Regions from separate parts of the Mus musculus genome. Here regions 2 and 3 are each linked to region 1. Evidence: chromatin contacts called from public Hi-C and HiCAR-type data. All regions are on one chromosome and are shown on one strand. The core of a region is the stretch at or near the end of the contact, and the rest is flanking DNA. Distances in the headings are between cores, read along the strand shown. Region 1 holds the start of Amer1 (APC membrane recruitment 1). Region 2 holds the start of Gspt2 (G1 to S phase transition 2). Region 3 holds the start of Maged1 (melanoma antigen, family D, 1).

What was found. A called contact is a pair of places that touch in the nucleus more often than the background predicts. HiCAR-type assays count read pairs that join an accessible place to other places.
Region 2: a contact with region 1 is called in a HiCAR-type map of astrocytes, with 3 times the contacts expected there. The contact joins the promoter of Gspt2 here to the promoter of Amer1 in region 1. A contact is called at or near these places in 1 of 39 promoter capture datasets (hippocampal neurons) and 1 of 115 datasets of contacts at active chromatin or transcription factors (astrocytes).
Region 3: a Hi-C map of uterus shows a contact between it and region 1, with 8 times the contacts expected there. The contact joins the promoter of Maged1 here to the promoter of Amer1 in region 1. A contact is called at or near these places in 3 of 39 promoter capture datasets (the 3T3-L1 cell line, cranial neural crest and liver) and 2 of 484 Hi-C or Micro-C datasets (cardiomyocytes and uterus).

The regions. Positions count from the first base shown.
Region 1 is chrX:95,443,161-95,447,054 of GRCm38.p6, reverse strand. Amer1 (APC membrane recruitment 1) reads left to right here and starts at 2,215. Exons shown (of 2, transcript NM_175179.4): 1 at 2,215-2,397.
Region 2 is chrX:94,634,406-94,638,610 of GRCm38.p6, reverse strand. It overlaps Gspt2 (G1 to S phase transition 2), which reads right to left and starts at 2,542. Exons shown (of 1, transcript NM_008179.2): 1 at 49-2,542. The coding sequence starts at 2,354. The coding sequence ends at 456.
Region 3 is chrX:94,540,337-94,544,444 of GRCm38.p6, reverse strand. It overlaps Maged1 (melanoma antigen, family D, 1), which reads left to right and starts at 2,420. Exons shown (of 13, transcript NM_019791.3): 1 at 2,420-2,553; 2 at 3,121-3,194; 3 at 3,898-4,108. The coding sequence starts at 3,150.

The DNA.
Region 1 (3,894 bases), core at 966-3,465:
GTGCAGTGGTTGCTCTAGGATGGATTGAAATATGGAGTCTTCACAGGAGCAGACTCGCTCAGGGCTTTTTCAAGGCCACAATCTGGTTGTTTTGCACATGTTCTCACATCCAGGATTGTCTTGTCTTTTGTTTCCCTGGACTCCATATTTTCAAACTATCTTTTCCAAATAATAATCTTGGTCTAATTAAAAAAAAAACAAAGCAAGAATCTGTTTGAAATGTGAGCAAGTTTCAAATGACAGAGACACAGGTTAGCAGAGTATGATAGAGTATGAATAGGAAATACGGCATGTCCAGCCTAACAAATGAGAATTGGGGTTTTGCAAAGCTGGAAAGCAGAGATCCAAGGAAATGTTATAGTCCGGCCATTCAAAGCAGGCTGGGGGAATGATTTCTACAGCAAAGCTATACTGAGTTAGCAGCAGGTTGCCATTCAATGTTTACTGAGATCCAGGCCTAGGACTCTGATTCTGATTCATATTGCAAATTTTTGGTGAAGATATCTAGAATCTCATTGAAGGTCATGAAATATTATAGAAAGGATTGAGTTGAACTGATCAAGTTTCTTACCTCTTTGGGAAAATCGAATAATTGGCTCCGATGGGAGACCAGGTTGGCCAAGGTCTCATAGCAAGTCTGAGGCAGAAAGAAGAGTAGATAGATGCCAGCCCTTAACAGCCACAACAATTCCTTAGCTTCACACAGGCAGTGGCAGCAGTCCACGTCTCACTAGTTCAGCTTCTGTGTATTTACAAGGTAGACAAGATCCAACAGGGCAACAGGTGACTATTCATTGGGGGTTGGAGGTGGGGACTGCCATTGTTTTCTAATCCTTCTCTGATCCTCACCCTCAATTCACTTCTCCCTCCCCTTTTAGACATTGAAGGAGTTTTCAAGCTGGGATTTCTGTACATTCCAGAGCTGGTTATACAACCGGATTCTTTGTTGCTCCAGCTCACCTGGCACTGGCAGTTACTAATGCCACTTAATGTCTTTAGGCTAGTTAGAGGCCTAAGCTCAGCTGGCCCGTTGCCACATTCCAGACACAGTAGCCTGTAAGGCTGGTCTGACAGGCCTCCTCAGTGTTCCTCAGTATGACCTCTGGTTAGGGCTCACACAAAACTTCTTTCCCTATCTAGAAAAGGGATCTGCACAGACCAGACTCACAATTGATGAAGTGTGCTCTGGAGATCTTTGTTTGTTTAATTTTGCTTTTGTTTTTGGAGACAGGGTTTCTCTGTATAGCCCTGGCTGTCCTGGAACTCACATTGTAGACCAGACTAGCCTCAGACTCAGAAATCCGCATGCCTCTGCCTCCCGAGTGCTGGGATTAAAGGCATGTGCCACCACTGCCCGCCTGGAGATCTTGAGAATCATTCCATGTTCGTTGGAAGGTATGGAATTTAGGTGAGAGGCCAACTATTGAAATAGTATACTCTAAAAACAGTTATTTTCCTAGGGAAGAAAAGTGAAAGGTACCCTGAAAGGTAAGTATAGGTCTATATTCCAAATATGTCCCAGTTACTGGCAGTCTAAGTAACGGAGGTGAAGTGCCTTTTCCCAGGCAGCACTGATGGTAGTTGACCTCAATCTTGCCTTCCCTAAGAGCCTGGGGCAAGCAAGGAAAGTGCAGGGCTAAGGAGCCAGGTGGTGTGGGGGTGGGAGGACCAAGAGGCAGGTCACTTTCCTGACAGGTGATTTCCTCTCTGGGAAGACCAGCCACCTGGCCCTGCTGCCACTCTTAATAATTAGCCAACCATGGTGCTAAAGGTTTCTGCAGGCCCCACAATCTCTGGCTCCTTCCTTTTCTCCCCCACTTCTCACAGCTAGTCTCGAACTGAGTGGAGAAACTCTTTGGTAGCAACCTGGGAGCAGTAGCGCAAAAGCACCAAGTTAAGGAATGAGGAATGTATGCAAAATCGAAACCGAGTTCCAAGAGTCTGGCAAGTCCCATTTGGGCGGGACTAGCTCCGGGAGTAGGGTGTGTAGCCACGCTGAAACCCGCCCCGCGTGGGAGCGGAAGTAGGGAGTCCCTGCAAGGGGTTCGACAACCTCTCCGCCCCCCTGCCAATACCACGCCCGATTTATTTGCATTTAAAGAGAGAAGCACCAAGGAAAACAGTGGGCGGGCGAGGGCATGCCTTCCAGCCGTCATGATTGGACTGTATGCCTGCCAATCATATCACGGACGTCCCACCCTATAACTGTGGAGTCCGGGGTGAAGGGGGTATGGGGGAGCTGCCCAGAGCCTGGAGAAGGGTAGTCGGCGCAGAAGACTGCTGTAGTCCCGGTGAAGGCTGCGGCAGGAGCAGTGGTGGCGTTCTCAGCAGAGGCTCCAGCTCAAATCGGAGCAGCGCAGCAGACAATAAACAGCGCTGGGAGCTGGACCTGGCAGGGTAAGCATTGCACACAGCTAAGAGCCATCCTGCTGAAGGTCTAGTGCATCCCCGCGTGCTCCGCTCTGGTCTCCTGGACTAGGGTTTCCAGAGCCTGGCTGATCGGAGTCCCAGCCTCTTGCTGGTCTTTCTTTGAACTCGCTTTGCGTACTGTCCAGCGAAGGGCCCAGCGGCCGTTAGTCTTTAGGGTCCGGGCGACCGTGGCTGGGGGGTGGGGTGGGAGGGCCGGAAGGCGGGCGGACTATCCTGGGCTACGCCTCTAGGTTGTAATGGGAGGCTGGGATGGGCCCACACGTGCTGTTGCGTGGTTCCGGGAAGGGCGCCGCTAGCCAGCACCCGGAGAACGCATTTGCAGGCCGGGAACTCCTTATCTTTGTTTGTAGTATATTTTCTGGAACAGCTGTTAGGCCGGTGCTGCTCACCCGCGAGGCCTTGCTGTGGCCCCTCCCCTCTGCGGTGCATCTCCTATGTCTCTCCTCTGCAGAGGAAGCTGGCGCGCTCGCTTATGGCCAGACTGAGACTGGCTTTAGGGTGGATTAAGATATCCACAGTCTGTTCCTCCTCAAGGGAGCACAGTTGGGTTTCTGAACTTCCCACTTATCCTGGAACCTTGGTCCTATGGTCCCAACCAGCCGCACCCCCTCCTGGGCCTCCAGTCTGTCGTTTGGCTCCCACCCCCATTGCAGGCGGGCTGGACCAGGAGCTCTTACTGGCCCTTGGGTTAGAGCTGCAAGGCCGCTTTGTTGCCGCCCCCACCCCCTACGCGCCTCTTTTCCCTTGTAGGGCATAGGGCGCGTTTTTTTTTCTTTTTCTCTCCAGCCTTTGGTTTAAAATAGCAATAGGCACAATATTGTGGGGGGATTTCCCTGCTAGAGGCGGAGGGGGCCGTCGTTGTAGTAAAGAACACACAGTATATATAAGGCAGACAAATCCTACAACTTCTCAGTTACTTAAAATACCCAGCCTGCCAGACTGCTGTCATTGTCTGCTGCAGACACCTCTGACACTGGTGACCGCCCAAAGGCGTGATTTCTCCTGAGCTCCCCTTTGAGGGGCTAAGCTTGCCAGATGAGCCATGGGAGGCAAAGGCGGCAGCGGGACTAATACAGCAGGACCATCCTCCCTGTCGCTGGACTCGCCTTGAGAGAAGTGTAGACAGCCCTGTTCGCATATGTCTTCTGCGTCTCTGGCTGGCCTGCCTCAGCAACACTGGTATGGACTGGTCTCCGGGCACTGCATTGTTGGACTTTCTGTCCTACCATTGGAGATTCCAACAAAGCCCATTCCTTCGAGTGCCCTACTCTGTGCACCACTCTGGACTATTAAGGCATTCCTGAAGAATAAGAGAGGGGATTTGACTAAGGGACTGTGCAGGCTGGACAGCTTTATAGTGGGGCATTGAGACCCAGTAAATAAATCTCTTACTTTGTAACGTTAACATGGGATATCTATCTATCTATCTATCTATCTATCTATCTATCTATCTATCTATAGATA
Region 2 (4,205 bases), core at 1,293-3,792, 810 kb after region 1:
ATCTAATGAAACAGTACTCCATCCCAATTTAAGCATTATTCAAACACATTTCAAATGCTGAAGTTTCAAACGCAACGTTTTATTTACATGTTAGTTATCTTCAACATATACACACACCAACACTGACTGTTCCCCACAGAACAAAGGATGTCTAGATATCCCAAACGGAAATGAAAACTTTAAAATATATTCTTTTTAGGACTGTAGGCAATTACACACACATCACTTACAAAGCTATTACTGATTTGTCCAAGGAAGCAGAGTGCTATAGAGGGAGGAAACTGGAGTATGCATTCAGGAGTGACACGACTGAAGTCTCAACATGAGAAAGCTGACAACACGTGGATTTTTGCTGTGAAATTTCTCTGCAAAATATGGGCACAAGTTTGTCAATGGGCAGTAGGTTGCGGTCAATCTTTCACACATTATGGTGCAGAGGCATCAAAAGAGATTGCTTAGTCCTTCTCTGGGACCAGCTTCAGAACTTTTCCAATGGCGATTGTTTTACCCTCATCTCTTAAAGTAAAACGACCCATCTGAGGAAAATCTTTAAATGTCTCCAGGCAGATAGTTCCTGCTGTCCTTAACCGGGCAATGCACACTTGGTCTTGCTTCACAAAGCGGGGCCGTGTCTTGCTTTTTTCTCCTGACTTTTTGTCTACTAAGGAGATCAAGGCTGTTATTTCAACCTCCTCAATACAAGTATGAATGTGAAGCACCGCATTATAACCTGGGCAGATGATAGACTTGTGCTCAATGATCACTATCTGAACATCAAATGTGCGTCCGGAATGGCAAAGATTACTGGGTTCACAAAGTATGAAGCCTGGAAGAATCTCTTCCTCTTCAATCCCTTTCAGTCTGATTTTGAGGTTTTCACCTGGAGCTACAAAATCAGTCTCGGCATCATCAGAAACGATTCCTAGAACTTCCACACTGTGCTTGTTTGGCATCATCACAAGCTGCTGGCCTTTAAAAATGGATCCTGATTCCAGCTTACCCAGGACCACAGTGCCCATATCCTTGTACTTATCCACAATTGGCAACCTAATTGGCCCATCAATTGATCTGTTGAAGTTTGGCAAACTATCCAAATACGGAATAAATGGTAATCCGGTGTACCAAGGACAGAAATCAGATTGCTCTTTAATATTTGCTCCAGTCAGTCCTGAGCAGGGCATAAAGTGAATGTCCTTTTTTGGACTGAAACCAACTTTTTTCAAAAAGGGCACCAGTTTTTCTTTACATTCTTCATATCGCTCACTGCTCCAATCTACTGTGGGGTCATCCATCTTATTAATAAGCACTATTAAGTATTTTACCCCTGCTGTTTTGGCCAGCATTGCATGTTCTCTTGTCTGTCCACCTTTTTCAAATCCAGTCTCAAATTCCCCTTTCCTGGCAGAGATCACCAGCACAGCTAAATCGGCTTGAGAGGCACCGCCAATCATATTTGGGACAAAACTCTTGTGGCCAGGGGCATCTAGGATTGTGAAATGCTTCTTTTCCGTTTCAAAATACGCACGGCCCACTTCCACTGTTTTACCCTTGTCTCGTTCTTCCTGGTTTGTATCTAAGGCCCAGGACAAGTACCAGGTCTCTCTATTCTTCTCCTTAGCTTCTCGTTCGTATTTCTCAAGTGTCCTTCTGTCAACCATTCCTGTCAAAAACATTATTTGTCCTCCAATGGTTGACTTGCCAGCATCCACATGCCCAATGAAGACCACATTTACGTGTTCTTTCTTAGGTGCACCTGATGGTATGGACACAGATTTTGATTTCCTTACTTCCTCTTTCTCCTCCATCACTTCCTTGACACTTTCTTCTGGGGGCCCTGCATCTCCCAAAGAAGCCTCAGGCTTTGCTTCACTCACTTCTTTAAGCTCCCAAGATTCTTCTAGGGCCATCTCCACCTCTCCATTTTCTACAACAGGTTCTGAAAGTTCCATGGTAACAACTGAACTGGAACCCTCCCACGACACTAAAGGGCCATCTTTGGAAGGTTCTACAGGTGCTCCCCATTCCATCCGTTTACCTTCAGGCTCCCCGGCGCCACCGATGCAGGTTTCGTCGCAGCTGGAGGCTGTGGGGGCGGGCGGCTGGGCCGATCCAGGCAGGAAGGACGGCACGAACTCCGCTGCGCTTACGCTAGGCACGAAAGGTTTGGCGTGGATGTTGAGCTGACTGCTGAAGGCCAAGCTGAGATGCTTGCGCTGGGCCTCGGCTTCCGCGGCCTCAGCCGCTGCCATGGCTGCGGGGGCGATTCCATCCCCGCTCGGAGCCGAACCCGGGGCTTCCATGTCCACCTGATCCCAGCAGTCGGGAGCCGAGTCGCTGCTGCTGCCGAGATCCATGGTGTGAGCAGCCGGGGTGCGGCGGAGAAGGAGCGAGGTAGGCAGGTCAGGAGGAGAGGGTTCTACCGGTGGTAGTAAGGCAGGAACAGCCACGGGCCACGGGCGAGCGACGCGAACCTTAGCGGCGCGGAGGCAGCTAAGCGCAGATGCTGCACTCACAGCTGCGGCGGCGGCAGATATGGCCGCTCAAGGCTCAGCTCCAATGTGTGAGCGAATCTCCTCCCCCAAATCCCAATCACTTCCGACTCCTCCACCCCTGACCCAACGCCTGTGGTGAATTGACCCCTCGCTGCCATCCGTAGGTTTGTCCCCGTTAGTTCTCAGTCAGAGGCTGAGTCTCCAAGTACAATTTAAAAAGAAAAGAAAAAGAAAAAAACACGAGATTTTCTATTTATTTTGGTTCACACAATCTGACAGAATGATTTGACCACGTTCCAATGATTAAGCCTTAGATACACCTGACTTAAAATTCTAAAATCTTCACATAAAACGAAAATTCCTATTGAACAAATGGGAGGCAAAAAATGAGCAACAAGCGGGGTGGGAGGTCAGTAGCGCTTACACGGGGATTTATAGAATGAATCAAGATAGTAATTGCAACTTAAAATCACGAATTAATTTGAAATCGAGAGGCTTTTTGTTCCCATTGATGCCCCCATCCGCTTGCATTTTAAGGATGGGGTTAATGGTCTTTTTAAATTACCAAGGAAAGCAATTTTTAACAATTATTCTAATCATTTTATATGCAAGTATCCGGACAGTAGCAGGCAGGCCATTCTCTGGAGTAAGGCCACTGTACCTTTCCAACCATCTGTAGTTGTACCTATATACCAGGACTTCTACAAGAATCACAGGCCATGCCCTTTCAGCTTCGTTCGGAAACCAGAACTGAGTTTGCAATAGGAATCAATGCAGTGGCAGAGGTAAAAAGAAACTGGCTGTAAGCTCAATTAAAGCCACTATGGCCTCTAAAGTGTAGAAAATCCTTTATAGTTCTCATTAATAGACTATCACCCTCAAAAATGGTTGATATTTTATCTAAATCCTGGATGTACTTGTTTGTAAATTATAGCAATCAGAGAGGAGAAAGCTGGGGATGATCCAATTTACTTTTCCCAGGTGGAGTTGTAGGCATTTGTTTTAAATCAACCCAATAACAAAGTAAGACGTTATAAAACCAAGTGGATGACTGGTAATTTGATCACTATGTTCTCCATACTTCATGAGAATATCAGGGCCCTTGATAGTGCTCACTATGGAGCTGCCACAGCTGTGTGCTATTTATTTCCCACCTTTACCTGCCCTTGGTTCTTTTTCCCTGGTAATGGTTTATTTCTTTTATTGCAGAAAAAAGAAAAATAATAGGAAAAACTGAGAAGTAAAATGTAAAGATAGACTTCTGGGCAGCACCCCGCACAGGTACTGGAACATTTTGTGACCCTAGGACAACGTTCTTTAAATGGGTTTAGGAGAATCTGTCAAGGTTTAAGGGGCTGTTATTACATAAAGTAACCTATTCTAATACACAGGACAGATTTAGAATTTTTCCTTCTAAGTCAATTGAATTAGTCATAAAATATTAACAAGTTTGCTGCTTGGGTATCTTTTTTAGAGAACAGAGGGTTTTCTTCATTAACAGCTTTAAAGGGGAAAAAAGAAATGGTGGATTGGTGTCCTCACAGTCTGTCATTCATGGGATTCAGAAAGTGACTAGAGGCAGGACAGAGAACAAGACAGGCAGACAGACGGAGGGAGAAACAGACACACAGAACATTTGCTTCAGTCTACTGGAAAAATTGACCTTAGACAAAACTCTTGGCTTATGAAGGAGCACTCGTCTCCCTCTCACAA
Region 3 (4,108 bases), core at 1,171-3,670, 900 kb after region 1:
TATTTCCACGTGCATTATTATCTTATTGACGTAAGAAGCTCTGTGCCTGAGCTTAAAAATGCTATATGAAAGGTAGCAGAAAAGCCTTAGCCACTGGCTCAGGGTGGTGAGGATTCAAAACTGATTACTTAACTTTGATAGCATTTAGATATTTCAATCCCCAATGATGAATATAAACTGTTGCCATAATGAATTATGTCTCTGTATATGACAAAAAAATAATACGTGAATTTATCGGGCAAAAAAAAAAATTTCCTCTCAGGCTTCTAGCTTTAGCAATGGGGTAGATTGTGTGATTCATTCATTTATCAAACAATCTTTATTGAGAATATAAAACGTATTAGGTAGGCATTGTTCTTCGTGCTGAAGGTACAACAACGAGTAAATTGGGCAAACTTCCATATCCATATCCCTAAAGAAACTCCCAATCTCATGTGACAAAAAGAACAAAACTAAAGGAAACAGTGGTGAGGATATACATACATATATATTCATATATATATGAATATATACATACATATATATTCATATATATATGAATAAATTTTGAAATAATAATTTTGAGAATATCAAGAGATATCCACCTGGAGAAGGGAGGGGACAGCAGGGTGCAAGTCCATAAGGTACAGGCTGGATCATGACTGAAGATACAGACGTGGAAGCAGAGAAAATATAAAATGGCACCTCAGACCTCCTTTCCTGAGTCTGATCACGTCCCACTGCAGACACTTTACAGAGGAAGTGCTGAGGAAAAACAGGCAGCTGACAGGGGAGGTTGCTATGCAACAGATGAGGGAAGTCATCCAGCCTGGCAGAATTGATGTTGGCCCTTGGGGACAAAATGCTGCAGTCCTTCCTAGCATTAGCCTTCTTTCCTATGCAGGCTCCTCACAGGAGCTGACGCCACAATAAATGGGAAACGCGCTAAGGTCTGCCCGGGACTTGGGAAACGGATGGGTTTGGATTGAGTCATTTCGCATCTGTATGCCATCTTTCTGCGTTTGTTTCCCCAGCTGTCCTGGAAGCACAGCTGGCTGTGTGTCCTTGGGCACGACCCTCTTTGCGGGATTCCTGTTTTGGATAGTAGTGAGTAAACCAGGCTCAGAGAAGTCCACTAAAGTGTAGTGACTATATCTCAGGGGACTCACACAGCGAGGGACAGATAGGGCAGACACTCCTCCCGGAATTCTAAAGCCAAGGCCAGCTTCATTCTGCAAGAACAAGGCAGACACACCTGAATGCTCTGGCCGCTCCAGCAGTCACCAAGAAAGCCTGCGGTCTCGCTCCTGGAGACTGCCTACTAAGAGGAGCACAGAACGAACCTAAAGGGTCCCCACACATGCCAGGCCTCCTAGAACACAAGCCTTATTCCCATGGAACAAATATTGGGGAGAGGACAGCTTGTTATTCCAATAGAGGTTGAAGGAGTGCCCCTGTTCTCAGACTAGATTTTACACTCAGGAAAATCCAGGCCCCTCATGGATGGTTTTGTTTGTCTTTTAGATCAAGTCTCAGAGTTGCACAGCTGGCCTGGAACTCAGGGCTTTCCCTGAGTCCCCAGAGTGCTGGGATTACCAGCCTGCGCAGCGGTGCTGGGGCAGGTTCTGGCCTTTCTGTGTGGTACCAGCTCAATGCCCCGGGCTTCTGCATTAGCTACCTGGTGTGTTAAATGAGAATGTTGCACTCCATCCATCTCCCTAAAACAGCCTGCAAGAAAAACAAGCCCCAGGGCAGACCCCACAGCCCAACGCCTTTCCCTCACCTCTCTAACCCAGCCCTCAAAAAGGGTTTCGATGGGCAAAAACTGCCAAAAGGGCGAGAGAAAAAGCTCATTTTCTGAGTCCAGTGAGAGGAAACCTATAGATCCCCCCCCCCCCCGGGCGACCCTTGCTCCGGTATCTCTGCAATGGTTTTTTTTTTTTTTCTGGCCTTTAAGGTTTCTGCGTCGTAGAGTGGGTGAACTCAGCAGAGGCCTAGCATGTTTCGAAATAAGAGACCCCCGCGGGGGGCCTACCTACGGGGCTCTGCACACGGGGGTGGGCGGGAGCTGCGGACCTGGCTAGAGAGAGTTCGGGAAAAAGGGCGGGACTGAGCATAGACGCATTGCGGAGAAAGGTAGGGGGCTGGTGTGTCGGGCCAGGGGGTGGGACCGAAAGGCGCTGCGCATCTGTTGAAGGAGTGGATGCGTAAGGAGAAGGGGAGGAGGAACCTTTGTCCACTGTCAACCTGGTTGGCGGTGGGATAGTGTGCTGGCAAGGAGGCGGGCTCTCCTCCAAGTGCACATGCGCAACAATGGCTCTGGGATGAAGCTTTTGTTGGGAAAGCAAGCGGGACTCTTATTTGGACAGTGATCTGCTGCGCATGCGCGGCGCGTCCAGAGGCGGTGGGTGGTATATTAGGCGGAGAGGCGGGGTCGCCCGAGCTGCCGCGCTGGCATTTTCTCCTGGACGCGGAGAGAGTGCGGGTGCCGAGAGCCGGACAGAGCCATTCCCGATCCTCTTGAGTCGCGAAGAAGGAAACAGCGAAGGGATTGGGGTTCGGCCCTGAGGCAAGGTGAGGTTCGCCCCCAGACGGGGCATCTGCCCCCCTGGCGCGGCGTCCTTCCGCCATTCTTTTCTCCCAGTCCCTTCACCCTGGATTCGGAAGCCCCCTGCTCTGCCTGCTCCCGGATTCAGACCCTGCTCCCGACCCTTTTCTAATTTGAAACTCCGTCCGTCCCCCTGAATCTTTTCTCCAGTTCCCTCCCCGAATCCTATTTCCCGACCTTGATCCCGTTAGATGGTTCCTCTGAATTCAGAACCTTAATTCAACTTTTCGGACGCCCGTGTCTCCCCGCTCGCCGCCCTCCCTCCCCGCCCCCGTAAACTACCGCATCCACAGCTCCTCTCTGACTCCAAAACGGCAGCGCTGAAGCTTTTCCCTGGCCGCGTCTGAGATTGGAGATGGTCTAGCGGGACGACCGGTTACTTTTCCCGCTCCGCTTAGGCCTGGTTCTCCCCCCGGACTCGGCACCTCACCCGCCCCCAGAATCAAAGCACACACGCACACAGAATTCGGTCCTATGTCTTTTCCTTCTGTAGTGTAATGCCCAGCTCCTCTCTCCCACACCCCCCCCCTTAGGCTCTGCTCTTGCCAGGGAGACGAGAGCTATGGCTCAGAAACCGGACGGCGGTGCAGGCCTCCGCGGCTTCCAGGTGAGGACCCCGCTCCCAATTCCCCCATTTTTCCCCTGCTGACAGTTTACGCCCACCCCCGGCCCCTTAGGTCGCGCGAATGGCAGGATCTGATTTTGCCCTTCTTCCGGCCTAGACACCGCGGGCTCTCAGATTTCTAGCGTTTATCGAATGGGGGGGAGGGGCGGCCCTTTTCAGCCATCGGTCCCTGCTTAGAGAAAGGGGAGACCCTGTTAGTCAGGGCATTCTGCCCAGAGAATGCGGGTTGGGTAAGGAACCATTTTTTTTCCATAACCCTGACGCGTGTAGAGCAGTCTGTCGCCCCATCCCCCAACCTCTCGCCTCCACCCTCCCTTTCTCCACGCCGCGAGACTCCCCCTCCACCCTCTCGGCTTATCCTCCTTGATTCCTCCCTCCTCGGGTCTTGAGCTCCCCACCTCAAGCCTAACCAGTCCGTCTCTAAACCCATTTGGGGCTCAGAGCTTGCACCACATTCCGCACCAGCCCCTGCTGCCACAGACTGTCCCTCACCTTGCCCTGCCCCCTCTACCCTTAATTAAATTTTGTTCGCGCCCCGCCTCCCTTTGACCCGCCTCTGCCCCCACGTCTGAGTACTGTGACGCCTGTCTACAGCTCCCCTGCTGCGTTGCGCCGCGCCCCCCCCCTCCTCTGGTCTGCCATGTAAGGCTCAGAGATTGAAATGTTGCCCCTCCTGTGTTTGCAGGCTGAGGCCTCTGTTGAAGACAGCGCCTTGCTTGTGCAGACCTTGATGGAAGCCATCCAGATCTCCGAGGCTCCGCCCACCAGCCAGGCCACAGCAGCTGCCAGTGGGCCAAATGCTAGTCCCCAGAGTTCACAGCCCCCAACTGCCAATGAGAAGGCTGATACTGAGGTTTCAGCAGCTGCTGCCAGGCCTAAGACAGGCTTTAAGGCCC